Linked DNA regions of Drosophila melanogaster: region 1 is linked to region 2. The links are chromatin contacts, called in public targeted proximity ligation maps. All regions are on one chromosome and are shown on one strand. The core of a region is the stretch at or near the end of the contact, and the rest is flanking DNA. Distances in the headings are between cores, read along the strand shown.

The links.
Region 1: a targeted proximity ligation map of the Kc167 cell line shows a contact between it and region 2, with 5 times the contacts expected there. A contact is called at or near these places in 80 of 107 Hi-C or Micro-C datasets (the Clone 8 cell line, the D17-c3 cell line, the Kc167 cell line and 28 more) and 4 of 7 datasets of targeted methods (the Kc167 cell line and the S2 cell line).

What each region holds. Positions count from the first base shown.
Region 1 is chr2L:12,493,723-12,500,386 of dm6, reverse strand. It overlaps t-cup (tetleys-cup), which reads left to right and starts at 3,054. Exons shown (of 1, transcript NM_165014.2): 1 at 3,054-3,771. The coding sequence starts at 3,092. The coding sequence ends at 3,742. The region is part of intron 5 of bun (bunched); the gene reads left to right.
Region 2 is chr2L:12,451,036-12,457,202 of dm6, reverse strand. It overlaps CG5418, which reads left to right and starts at 3,961. Exons shown (of 2, transcript NM_135727.2): 1 at 3,961-4,197; 2 at 4,300-5,258. The coding sequence starts at 3,973. The coding sequence ends at 5,142. Oatp33Eb (Organic anion transporting polypeptide 33Eb) reads right to left here. Exons shown (of 5, transcript NM_135726.3): 4 at 6,074-6,167; 5 at 5,156-6,009. The coding sequence ends at 5,276. It overlaps bun (bunched), which reads left to right. Exons shown (of 7, transcript NM_001042894.2): 7 at 1-1,663. It also overlaps the pseudogene CR17024.

The DNA.
Region 1 (6,664 bases), core at 1,805-4,304, 44 kb before region 2:
TCAGGGTCGAGTAACATCATCGTTAGGGCCCCGCCACTTGACTATATTAAAAAGCAAAATATATGATACCCCAAAAAAATGTATATAAATAATTCTGGCGAGTACATATTACCTGCTAACCTTAGTGGCCTTCGGTTCGGGTGATTAAAAATGCTAATTAATTTGTTTTTTTTTTTCGGGGGCTCATGTAATGCCTCTCTGGGGAGTCATCTCTCGTGCCTTATTATTGCTGAAATGTCAGTGCTTTTTGCTTATCGCATCTTAAACAAGTTGCTGCACAGTTGTTGACACACAAGTGCCTCCAGACGGAGCTGTCATATTTCTAGCCGAACTGTCAACTAGCTGTGAACAGGCGCCATTTGTTTTGCGGGCTGCTGGATAAAATGGGAGACCAGCGACCCAGTGCTCGACTAACTTGTGCTCCAGAGACATATTACATTTTTGTACCACTTGACAGCCGGTCGAAGCAATTTCTATGGCGGTGGCACACTACAATTCATTTGAAAGCAAGCACTTCCTTGGAATGGGTAGATCACATTTCCAGAATTATTTATCTATTCTTGTCATAGCTAGTGAAATACATTGCTTTTAATTTGTCTAGCTTTTTGACTCATTTAAAAAAAAAACATGGAAATCTTAACAGTTTACAAATTATGCACCAAAACCCCAAATGTGCTGAATTTTTTCTGAAAGATTTGGATTTTCTTGTAGCTTCACCCACAATTAATGTTAATTTTTTAATACGACTGAAACCAAAAACACTTAAATAGATTGAGATACCAAGCAGATAGTTTAGCAAAATATAAAATTCTTGAGGAAAAATGCAATTTGTTTTTTTTAAATAAACAGTACTTGTCATTCATTGAAAATGATATGATATTTCTACAAAAATCGTGTAACCAAAATCATTGGATAACCCAGTTTGTGTTGTTACTGCATTTCGCATGCTCTTCCATCCGCTTCTCATGTGTGTTATGTAAGCGTTGTTCATCTCCCCATTTGTTGTACGTGTGTGTTTCTTGTGCGAGGCATGCAACAAAATGACTTGTGGCATGTCAGAGCTCTGTGTATGTTAATTAAATACTTTACTCCATACGATGCAACTTTGCTTTTAATGAAGACACATGCAACAACAACACCCACACTGTCGCCACAACACACCACACAAAATGGAAGCTGAAATAGAAATTGATGAAAATTGGCAAAGTTTCAAATGAAAGCAAAATACAATTTGCCAATTCCTTTTGTGATTTGAATTTAAATTTTTTTTCTTTTTTAGTTCTAGTTTTTTTTTGTATAACTATTGCAGAAAAAGCAAAATTAAACAAAAAAAATTGACAAAAAATGACATTAAATTAGAATAGAACACTATTACAAATTAATAACTTTGAATTGGTATGCAAATACAGTTTAAAGCCTTTGCAATGGTTATTTCAATTTTATGGTTAGTTTCATTTAAATTATATACGAATTTGGCCCAAAGCAAAACAATGGCGTTGCGCTGCTAAACAGCACTACTAACTTTGATTAAACAACAACGATAACTGCTAAACGACAGAACAACAACAGTTGCATGAACATAAGCGTTGCCAGCATGGCGGCAACAGTAGCAACAAAATGGCGGCGTTAGCCAACAAAATGGCTGCCAATATGGCGACGACCAGCAGCAGCAGCAACAACAACAACATCGCCGGCAGCGAATCCACGCTGCAGCAACAACAAATGCTTCACCACCAACAGCAACAACAGCAGCAAACACAATCCAATCTCATAATGCCCGCTGCAGTTATACAGCCCGAATATTTACTCAATAATGATCGCGGCTTATTTAAGGTTTATTGTTTTATCAAAGATTTCATCGGGTAAGTAAATAAGAAGCGGCAGGTTGTGAAACACTCAAGACAAGTTTCTCTAGAAAATTGCATTTTGACGCTTAGTTAAAAGTTATATATAACTATGATACATTTAAATTAAACATGCATATATGATATATATATATATTTTTTAATTAAATGCCAATTAAAGAACTAAAATGACCATATAATTTCATAAATAATGCTATTTGATTTCATTCATTTCGAATACATAGTGAGAAAAAAGACAATTTGCCAAGCAAAATATTATGAATACATTTTTTACAATTTTTAATTGTCTGCATTGAATCAGAAAAAAATTACTAAACACATTTTAATTTAATAATTAACACTTCTTCAGTAGTTTAAACAAAACACAAAAATATTTAGCTTTCATTTTATTGAAAAAATGCTGTTAACACCTTTTGACAACATATAAAACGTCAGAAATTTGTGTAATTAATACACAGACCTATGTAAACAAATACTGATTAGCACCCTTGCATTAAGAGTTTATAATTTTTTAAGCATATTTTGGTATTCATCTTTTTTTTTTTTTGCAACACCCTGTATCAGTAATATTGTTTTAAACTTTTTTTTTGTTTTGTATGCCGGCGCTTATCTTTTTTCGTGGCACACACACACTTGTGCATGCCAGTGTTTGCGCCTTTATTTGTTCATATAATTCATATTTAATCAACTGATAATATAAGAAAACTGTGTTCAACCTGCTTTTGTGCTGACTGCCCGACTCGGGGGACTGTGCTCCAATTTCTGTGCTCCTGATACACTTGCTGACATTATCACCTGCCCTGGCACCGCGAATGATATGACTGCGAGTATTCCGTTTGTTTGATAACAGCCAGCCAGCCATTTGATATTTTCGAGGGCAGCGGCAGAAAAACAAGGTATTGAGGTATTGACAGATAAAGTATGGAAATATAGTAGGGCGAATAAGAGCTAGATGGGAATGGGCCTATTTTTCTATAACAATTTTACAATCATATTGAAGATTTGATAAACACATTTTAGATTTCGCTCAATTTAAAATTTGTTTTTAAACTGATACCAATCTATGGGAATCAAAAGCCATTTTTACTCACACCAGTATTTCAGAATAACATTTCGAAGAATCCTAATTGGCATTGAGCGTTATTTCTAAAAACTAGTTCAGTCAGATACAAATTTCGACTTACAATTATTAAAACTTTGGCTAAACACAGATACAAAAATTTAATATGGATGGGGAGTTAAGTGCTTTCGGTTTTACGGTCAACATTGTGTTGACAGTCCTTGCGTCCGTCTTGGTATATTTGTATGCCTATTGGCATTATTATGTAAATGAGGAGCGAAATGAACTGACTGTTTCGAAATTACTGGCTACCAATCTACCCGATTTGCCGCCAATCAAATTGAATCTGGATCAGTTGTTGGGATTCGATGGGACACGAAGTGATGGCAGAATACTGGTGGCGCTAAGGGGAAAGATCTACGATGTATCCAGTGATTTCGAGGAATTCGGTTTAACCGGCACCCTATCTCATGTAGCTGGCAGGGATTTTACGAATTATCTCAAATCAATAATGGACACGCACAATTCGGAGATCAACTATGTGGATCGTTGGGAATCCATACTGGAAACGAATTATTCATGTGTCGGTGAAGTCATCGATGAGCAGGGCAATCCTCTTATGGGAAAAATTGAAAATCATGATGTAGATGTAATGGAGGAAACTGAGGAGGACATGATAGAACCCATCAAAGCTAATGAAAAGTCAATGAAATCAGTTTTAACTGCCGAAACATTGCCATCGGAAACCAAATCACAGAAATGTTTAGAAGAATCCAATTCCAAAATTCTTATCCATGCGCAAATTTCCGATTGTTAGAAATGAAAATTATAAAATTTCGCTATAACAAAATTAAATGGTTCAGAATTAAACGGGGACAATCAAAATGTAATCATTTTAAATGATAATTAAACTATCAAGCAATAATTTGCAGTTTTATAACAGATTAAATGGAACCGTTTTAAATTGCTTTTTTAATTGTTTAACACGCAAACTTAGCTAGAAATACGTGCAAAATCAAATAGTTTGTTTAGAAATTTCTGTATTCAATTTGAATTTGTCACGTTACGTTTGATGTTTTGTTAGCCCACATTTAATTATTCATTAAATTTCTAAGAAATTGCAGTGAAGCAAGTTCCTCAAAATATCTTCACCTATTTTCGGCGATACTTGACATTAAGTGCCAAATTAGGCAAAGCGTTTCAATTAAAAGGCGGAACCTATTCCGTATTTGACTCATCCCCATGTGGCATCCACCTGCCAACAGGCTGACAAAAGAATATTCTGAGTCGAGAAAAGAACGATAGACTTGTGTGCTTATATTTTAGCCATCAACACCCACACGGTTGGTGCATTTTTTTTTTTTTTTTTTTTTTGCCAAAATTGGCCAACCACGCGAAAATTGATGCCATTTCCCTTTTCATTTTCTTGGTGGGCACTTGGGTGTGGTCTTCTGTTGGCCAACAAATTGCTTGCACTCGTGGTGACGTCTTTTGGCAGGAAGCTAGCTCTTTAAAATTGCTGAAATTTATTTTTACAGTTACCCATGCACTTAATTTGTTGCTATACCATGATTACGACAATTAATTAAGTCAGTTTTTTTTTCGCATTTTGCTTTATATTATTTTCGTCTTCATTTTCGACTGCGGCGACGACCTTTTGCGTCGTTTTCGAATGGACAGCTCTTTCAATCATTTAAAAATTAATTATTTGCCTAGGCATAAGTACTTGAAATTGATTGGAATTGGATTTCACCTAATTAATTGATGTTTATTTTTGCATTTTCGTTTCAGGTAAGCGTGTTTTCATTTCAACCCAACGCAAAAGTCAGTAAGTTAAACGGGGTTAATTAGGCAGTTGAACATAAAGCAATTAATAATAAAAATAGGTTGTTATTATAATTTTTTTTTTTCGTTAAAATAAAATCCTTATCTTTCTCAAATACTTCCTTTCCCGTATCCAAAATCATCTCATATTGCCTAACGTTGAGTAATGTCCTATATTTAGAATATGACTAAACAATACCGAATAATGCCGGGCTTATCGCTCGACTATATAAATTATCAGCTCGGCGATAAGAGTTTCCTTGATGAGAACGTTCAACTGACAGCTGTCCAGTCGCAATGACTTTCAAGCAACTGCAATTAAACGCCAATTAGACATGTGTTGTACGACTGTTTGCATTCATATATAATACACTTTAATATAGATAGATATAGATGAGTTTTGGTGAACGAAGGCAGCGCACAAAAAATATACCAAGCATAAATTTTGCTTTAGCTGCAAACTATTTTTGCCGCGACGCTTTAACGTTTGCTCAACTCTAATGAGCCAATAAATTCACATTACGTATACGCGCAGGTGGCCAGCTGCTGTAATTTGCTTAAATCAGAAAGCAAAACTGTATCGTTTGCATTTTTTCCTTTGCATCGCTTTTCTCTGACTTTTCTTTCACTCAGACGCGGACTGTTGTTGGCTATAAATTTCACGCTAACTCGTCACTTGTCGCAACCTATTTCCTCTAATTTTCTTGGTCTCCCCTGCAATTTGCAGCATGGGTTATGAAATCGTATTCCTTTGCCTGTTCATAATTTGCCATGAAATCGGTGTTCAGTCAGATGATCATACAGAACATTCGATAAGTCATTTGAACATGTGTGCTGCCCAGGCATTTTGTATTTGCATTTGACTTTTCGCATTTCCATATTTATTTGGTTAGAGTTGGTTAATCGAGTGGCTTATAATCAAAGTGCACACGCTTTTCCTGTCAGTTGATAGCCATTGTTTGTTTTGTGTGACGTCAGTGATTAGTTCTTATGTTAATTCTGTTGAGGTAGAGTTCAGTAATCGTGATTGGAAAGTATCTATTAGTATAGATAGATTAGTATAGAAAGTATCTATTAGATAAATTCATTGAATATCATTTTATTAAAGTCATTTTGCATTCTTTTTCAAGTTTAAAAACGGCGATCTTTGAATTGGCGGTTACTTCAATACAAATTGAATGTTATCAGTTCTATTTCCTTTTCATTTGCAAAGCGTATTATTAATTGATTTTTTGCTTGTCTTTCTTATCAGACTCATTTACATATGGGCTTTATATTCTTGAAACCAACCGAGACTTTAAATTTTAAGACACATTAAGACCCATTTATTGACTGGCTGATAATGTTTTGGCAAGATAAAGTTGTCTCAAAGGCGGCGAATCGTGAGGAGAGCGAATAATTTACACTGAAAATATTGTTTTTAGAAGCGGCAATATTGGTGATAAGTTATATCTTCAGTTAAGATTCGGTAATGCAGATTCAGCTGAGGACAAAACATGTTTTTAAACTGCATTTAGCCATATATATTCTTGTAGTAAGCAAGTGATTAGCACGTTGCATCAATTGAATTGAATTTTTTGAAAGCAGCTTCCACGTGTTTTGTTTCCTAGCTCGCTTCCTCTAAGAAACTTCCATCCAGTTCCTCTGCTTCCATTGGATTCCTCACTTTTTCTCTACACCCACCTATCACTCAATGCTAATTATCAGACGGCGATTAGATAGAGTTATATTTGATAAGGGGCACACGACGGTTCTCCGATGTAATCTACTTTGTTTTTTTCGCCTGTCGAGTATGGTGTTTTTTTCCCCCTTATCGTTCATCGGTGCTCCAAATAAAAAAAAAAAAGTGAAATAAAATATAAAAAAAAATAGCTTCGGCTCCGGTCGTGTGTGTAAATTTTGTTTCTCGCCTATT
Region 2 (6,167 bases), core at 2,712-5,211:
TTATTTTTGTTTACCCGTTTGTTTCCACGTTGTTAACGCTACGAAAATAAAAACATAAGAATCATAAACAAACACCCAGAACACCACACCACAAAACCAACTCACCAAAAGCTGGCTGCAAAATAATACTTGACGAAAGTAAAATTTTTGGCCAACGGGGAAAAAGAGCAGCAGAAAATGCAAAAATACAAATCGATAAAGTGTACTAGAGTGCCAGGGAAAACACACAGAAAATGAATAGGGACAGAAGGGAAAATAAATGAAATAATATGTGATAATTTGCATTGTGCAGTCAGAGACATAAGATGTAAATTGTAAAAAAAAAAAACAAAAGCAAACCCGAGAAGCAAAGGACAGGAAAGTAGGATTCAAATTTCCAAACATTCAACATTGATCGATAAATTAAATACAAATACAATTTAATGAAACAAGAAAAGGCCAGCTGCTATTTTTATAATTTACCTTTAATCCTAACTTTTATTGTAAAAATACAAGGGGAAATATTAACTACATCATAAATATGAATATGTTTCAAATTAAACAATGGATAACAAAAAAAAAAAGTAGTAAATTATAGTAATTCTAGCATATTCTCAAGCTATATTTCAAAGATTGTATAGCTATTCAAAAAAAAAAAGAAAGAAAACAACAGCCAAACAGAAAAAGAAAGCTTATCAAAATTGTTTGTTAAACTCTAAAAACTATCTGCAAACAAAAAACCCAAAAATATCTGTAAATATTGTGTAAAACTAAAAACTAAAATTGAGAACAAACTTCGAAAGTCGCCGACGAGGAAGATACATTGCAACAAAAATTTAAATCACACAAAATCAACATGATGGAAAAGCTAAAATTGTAAGATGAAGACAAACTCGTCCTATTTTTTGTTAAAATTATTTAGTCGATAATTTTGGATTACTCTTAGTTGGAAAATTCCTTAATGTTCATACGAAATCTGTTATAGGATTTTCTACACATTAACTATTGCGTTTCACAACCCGCACTCTTAGACCGACAAGACCACAAGATAAAACCACAAAAAGATCCAGAACTGCTGCAGCAGTAAAAAAAACGGACCAATCTCCAAAGAGGTCTCCCGCCTCCCAGAGTTGTCCCTGTCCGAAGTTGGCCGCCCTGTAGACGCCCAGTTTTGCAATGCCAAAGTGCACTCACTCGTTTTTGGGGCAGGGCACACGATTCTGCCCCAGAGAACACAAAATGCAGCCTGCGGAGACGCAAATTGTCTAAGGCTAGCGTGGATTAAACAAGAAAATTATCATCCAAAATGAAAAGGGATTAAAACCAAATATGATACTCCAACTCCAAGTGCCGAAAACTAGCTGTCTACAGGGCAAACACCAATGGACAGACAAATCAGATAGACGGACGGACAGGACAGACTAATGTCACATCCCCCGAACACAGTAATTCTGTTGAAAAGTATTTCCCTTTATGATTTTTGTATTCAATTCAGAGAACCATCTTCATGCGTTTCATGTTTAGTTCTTCTCCTATGAGTTTTACGACTTAAGCCTCTTTTTAAGCTAACTATTAATTTATTAATTAGTTTGTAAGCGCAAAAATAATTAAAATACATCTAAACAAAATAACTGCAAACAACCTATATTAAAATAAAGGATAATATAAAACTATATTGAAAACCAAAATATTCTTGTCTTGTACTTTATCAAAAACGTTCTGCAATTTTGGGAATGGAAAATTTATTATGGAATCAAATGAATACTTTAAAACTTCGCAATTTTCAAGGTATAACTATTGCACATATATAATTTTTCTGTGGGAATCAATGAAATTAAGCAATACTAATCAACACTAACAAAAAAGGTAAAACAAAAATGTTCTAATAGTAATTCGAAAAGTTCACGTCTTGACTTTATGTATGCTTTAAATCAAATTTCGCCGAAAAGTATGCACTGTTATTTTATTTTCGTAACCATGCGAGATGTAAAATTGACTTATTTTGACAATTTAAACTAAGCCCTTTTGTTAGGCTACTCAAATACCACAAAACTTTTTTTCGCATTTGATTTTTGCGTGCAATTTGATTGTGCTAAACAGAAAGCTGCGATCCATGATTGTGGCACATGTTTAAACAATTAAATATCTAAAAGAAAAATCTTTCAGTTTCATTTTATTTTGTATTTATTTGTAATTACACTTATTTTTGTGCAAATTGTAAAAAAAGTTCCTGATCAAATTGAAGTGGTTGTGGTTCTACGCATACTTTACATCAATATGATTTGGGAGGGTGACGAATGCCACGCAGCTTTGTGTCGATCTTTTTGATTGCGATTTGCTTGTTTAGCTGATTTACTCGCAGCTTGGACCAAATCATAAAATTTCCCAAGCTAAGTAAAGACGCCACATGCTTAGCAGCTGCCTCCGGATCACTTGTTGGATTCGAGTTGGACCACATATTCATAAACATGGTGTCGGATTGAATGGGCGTACAATTGATCACCGGAAAACTGGTGTTGGCCGAAATCACGTTGGCCAAACTATTTAATCGCTCGTCGACGGTCACGAATACCAGATTATTAATCACCGCCTCGAATGTCCGGAGAATTTGGAGCGCTTCTTCGGGATTTTCGCTAAACAGAACACACTCGGAGCACCACTTTCATGCCTAGTGATCCAATGCAGGTGGCGATCTGTTCGCCATGTTCCACATCCATTTCACTACTCACTAGGATTACCACCAGATGGTCCTGGGGCGGCGCAATGCTCGATAGCTGCTCTATTACCCAAGAATAATTGCGCTTGACTGTATTCAAATCGCTATCGGTTACTGTATCCAAATTTATATACACGGTTTTGTCCACCATTAGCCGTTTGTCGCCCGCCGGCCAAATGCGCCACGTATCCGAGTCAATTATGTCCGCCAGCAATATGTTGCCATCTTCGTCCACACCGAATTCAACCTTCATGTCCACCAAGGCACAGTTCTTTGTTTTCCATGCTCTTTCGAGAACTTCGAATACCACTAGTGAAGTGCGTCGCATTATTTGAACTTCGTCTGCGCCAATTATTAGGCCATTGCACTCAAAATTCGAGGAGAGAATTTGCTCATCGCACCACAGGGGATCGTGACTAGAATCGTCCTTGAAGCAAGTCTCTTGCTTTGGTGGTGCAAATCGATATCCTTCGGGCACTTCCGGATTTAATTTGATAAAAGATCCGGTGGCCAAACGACGCGTCACCCACTCTATGTGCACCATCTGGCATTTTCGTGCTATAAAAGCGTTATCGCCACACTGATCCACGTAAGCGGTTCGGATTCCCGCCTCATTGAGTAGCCTAAAAACCAGTCCATTTGTGGTATTTGAGATAGCCGCCTTGCCTTGAAGCTCATGGGCCATGAGTCCATCAAAAGCTGTAATGCGATCCTTGCTCAACAGCAGACATAATCCTGGATGATCCGGTAGGTCGTACACCTTCTTGGTCTTGCCTTCGATCAGGATCTTGCCCAATTGGTAGCCTCCAATGGTTGTGATTGACATGGTTGGCAAATAAAAACTGAATCTAAATTCACTTTAAGAGCTACTATTATAAACGAACTTAAGCAATTTAATCACATTTATAAGGTCATAAAACTAATCGTGTGATAATCGAGCGCTTGATAATCATAAACGAGCAACATAAGTTTCTTTTATTTCTAATCAGTATAATCTTGAAAATTATAAAAGCCAAAAATATTGGAAAATTCTATTTCAGAGATATTAACGTTTATACAGAGGGGCCAATAGGCTGACTTCAGGCCAAACTAACAAACGTGGCTTATGATTGTGAAATTATGAAAATATATACTTAATAATCCTATACTTACTTGTTCACTAAAGAACATACATAATTAGGTTAGATATTCTATGATACCGATTTGTATTTTTTTATTTATAAGTAACCGCAAAACGTATAAAAAGCGAGTGATTATGAGTGTGGTATTCCATAGGCATGGAGAACGATACAAGAAAGTTGGAGCGCTTAGTGGTCTTCGACTGCGACATTGGAACGGACGACGCCTGGGCTTTGGCTCTCCTACTGCGTGGAGAACAATTGTCCTTGGCGAGTGGGAGGCGGTACAAGCTGATTGCGATTACTTGTGTACAGGGCAATACGGATGTGGTGAATGGAGCCCAGAACGCCCTAAAAATACTTCGATTATTGGAAAGGCGTGATGTAAGTTTCTAGCAAATAAAATTTTTAAATTAGGGCACGACTATTTTGGCCAAAGATCTTTAGAGCTTATATTGATTTTCCACTACTTTATGCGTATCGCAGGTGCCAGTTTTCAGGGGCTGTGCCAATCCCATTGTAACTCGGACATGGTTGGACATTTCCCGCTTCCACGGCACTGACGGCCTTAATGACATTGGCGGCTACCCAGATGTGAGTGATCTGCAGGAGCAACTGCAGCAGGAGCACGCCGTGAATGCCATGTATCGGCTAGTGTGTCAATATCCAAAACAAGTTGACTTTCTACTTTGCGGGCCACTAACTAATTTTGCCAGCTGCATTAATCTATATGGCGATGATTTTTTGGACAAAATCGGTGGAATATTTATAATGGGTGGAAATATATATGGTCGCGGAAATATCATGAAGTGTGCAGAGTTCAATTTTATGATGGATCCGGAGGCGGCGCATACAACATTGGAGCGTTTGAAGGTGCCAGCTGTTATTCTTCCCTGGGAACCCAGCATTGATGACGACTTCAATCTGTCACTTGACTGGCGGCTGGATGTCTTGGGCTCTGTAGACCATCCCCTAGTCGAGCTTTTGTCCAGGGTGGAGCGATCCATGTTGGTGCCACGTGACATAAAGCATTGGATTAATCCCGATGCCGCTCTTGCAGCAGCCTATATCTTCCCAAAGGCGATGATTGCCGAGCAGTTGGATTACCATGCCACAGTGGAGTTGGCCGGAGTCCACACCCGTGGCCAGATGGTACTGGATCATCTGCGAGGTCGCCGTGTGGATGCTATCCATGGGAAAAAGAGCAATGTGCGGATCATAACACATCTCAATAGAGAACCATTTCGCACTATTATGTCCTGGACGGGATTCCTTCCGGGCGTAGATATCACAGAGCTCTGCGAGCAGGAACAACGTAATAATCTTTAAGATACAATTATTTGCTTTTTAAATGAAATGAAGAATAACTTTAATTGTTCTTATGATTTGTCTTGGCACATTGGATCGATCTTAAGTTTACGAATGTAATAAAAACATATTAGAATACTTTGTGTGACCCCTTTTAGAAGTCCGTTTCTGGGCTCTGTGGCCTCGGACTCTCAGGTTGCGGTTGATGGTTTGGATGAAGGTCTCTGGTTATCGGAAGCACAGCTTGGACCTGCGGTTGGGTGACCACCACATCGTCGGTGTCTACAGTGTCTAGACCCCTGTCCGCCTCCTGTTTGGGAGGATTGAAGGACTTCAGGTTGCCCAACTGGCTGCGAACGTCCGACTCGGAGAGCAGATGCAATGGTACGTTCGCTGGGACGGCCAACCGCTTGGGACTGGTGCTACCATCATCTGGCTTACGTCTGTCTGGTGGAAAGACCACTTGTGCATAGGTGACCCCACTCTCACTGGGCTCCACAATGCTCTGTGCTCCACCCGATGAAGTAGTCACCGAACTGGGATTCCTGAATACCGCTGTCTCTGTCCGTGGTTCTGGAGCGGCATCTCTGCGTTGAATGGGCGATGAGGTGGTGGTGGTGGTTACTGGACTTCCTCCACGTGGAGCACTGGGCGACGTTGTCGCATCCTCATGCGGAATTGGTGCGTACAGAGAGGGTGTGTAATTATTGTCCGTCACCTTGCAGTTGTAAAGATTGAGTCCTTTGGCGAATATGTATACGAGTATGTCGAAAAGCACACTGGCCAGGATCAATGAGGCTGTGAGAATATCGAGGATGTTGCCATGCTTCGGCGTTTCTCGCAGCAGACAGCGCTCGTAGTTGGGTGCCCAGTAAACGCAGGTTGTACCTAATCAAAAGAAAGTTTATGTAGCTTAGACTATATTTAAGTTCAATTTTTAAATTCCACTCACGGGTGACAATGTCGTAGCTGAGATGCACTGGAACATAGGCGAAAAGGCCCACGATCATTAGTTCAAAGGCCAGGGCCAATGACTTATCCTGTGG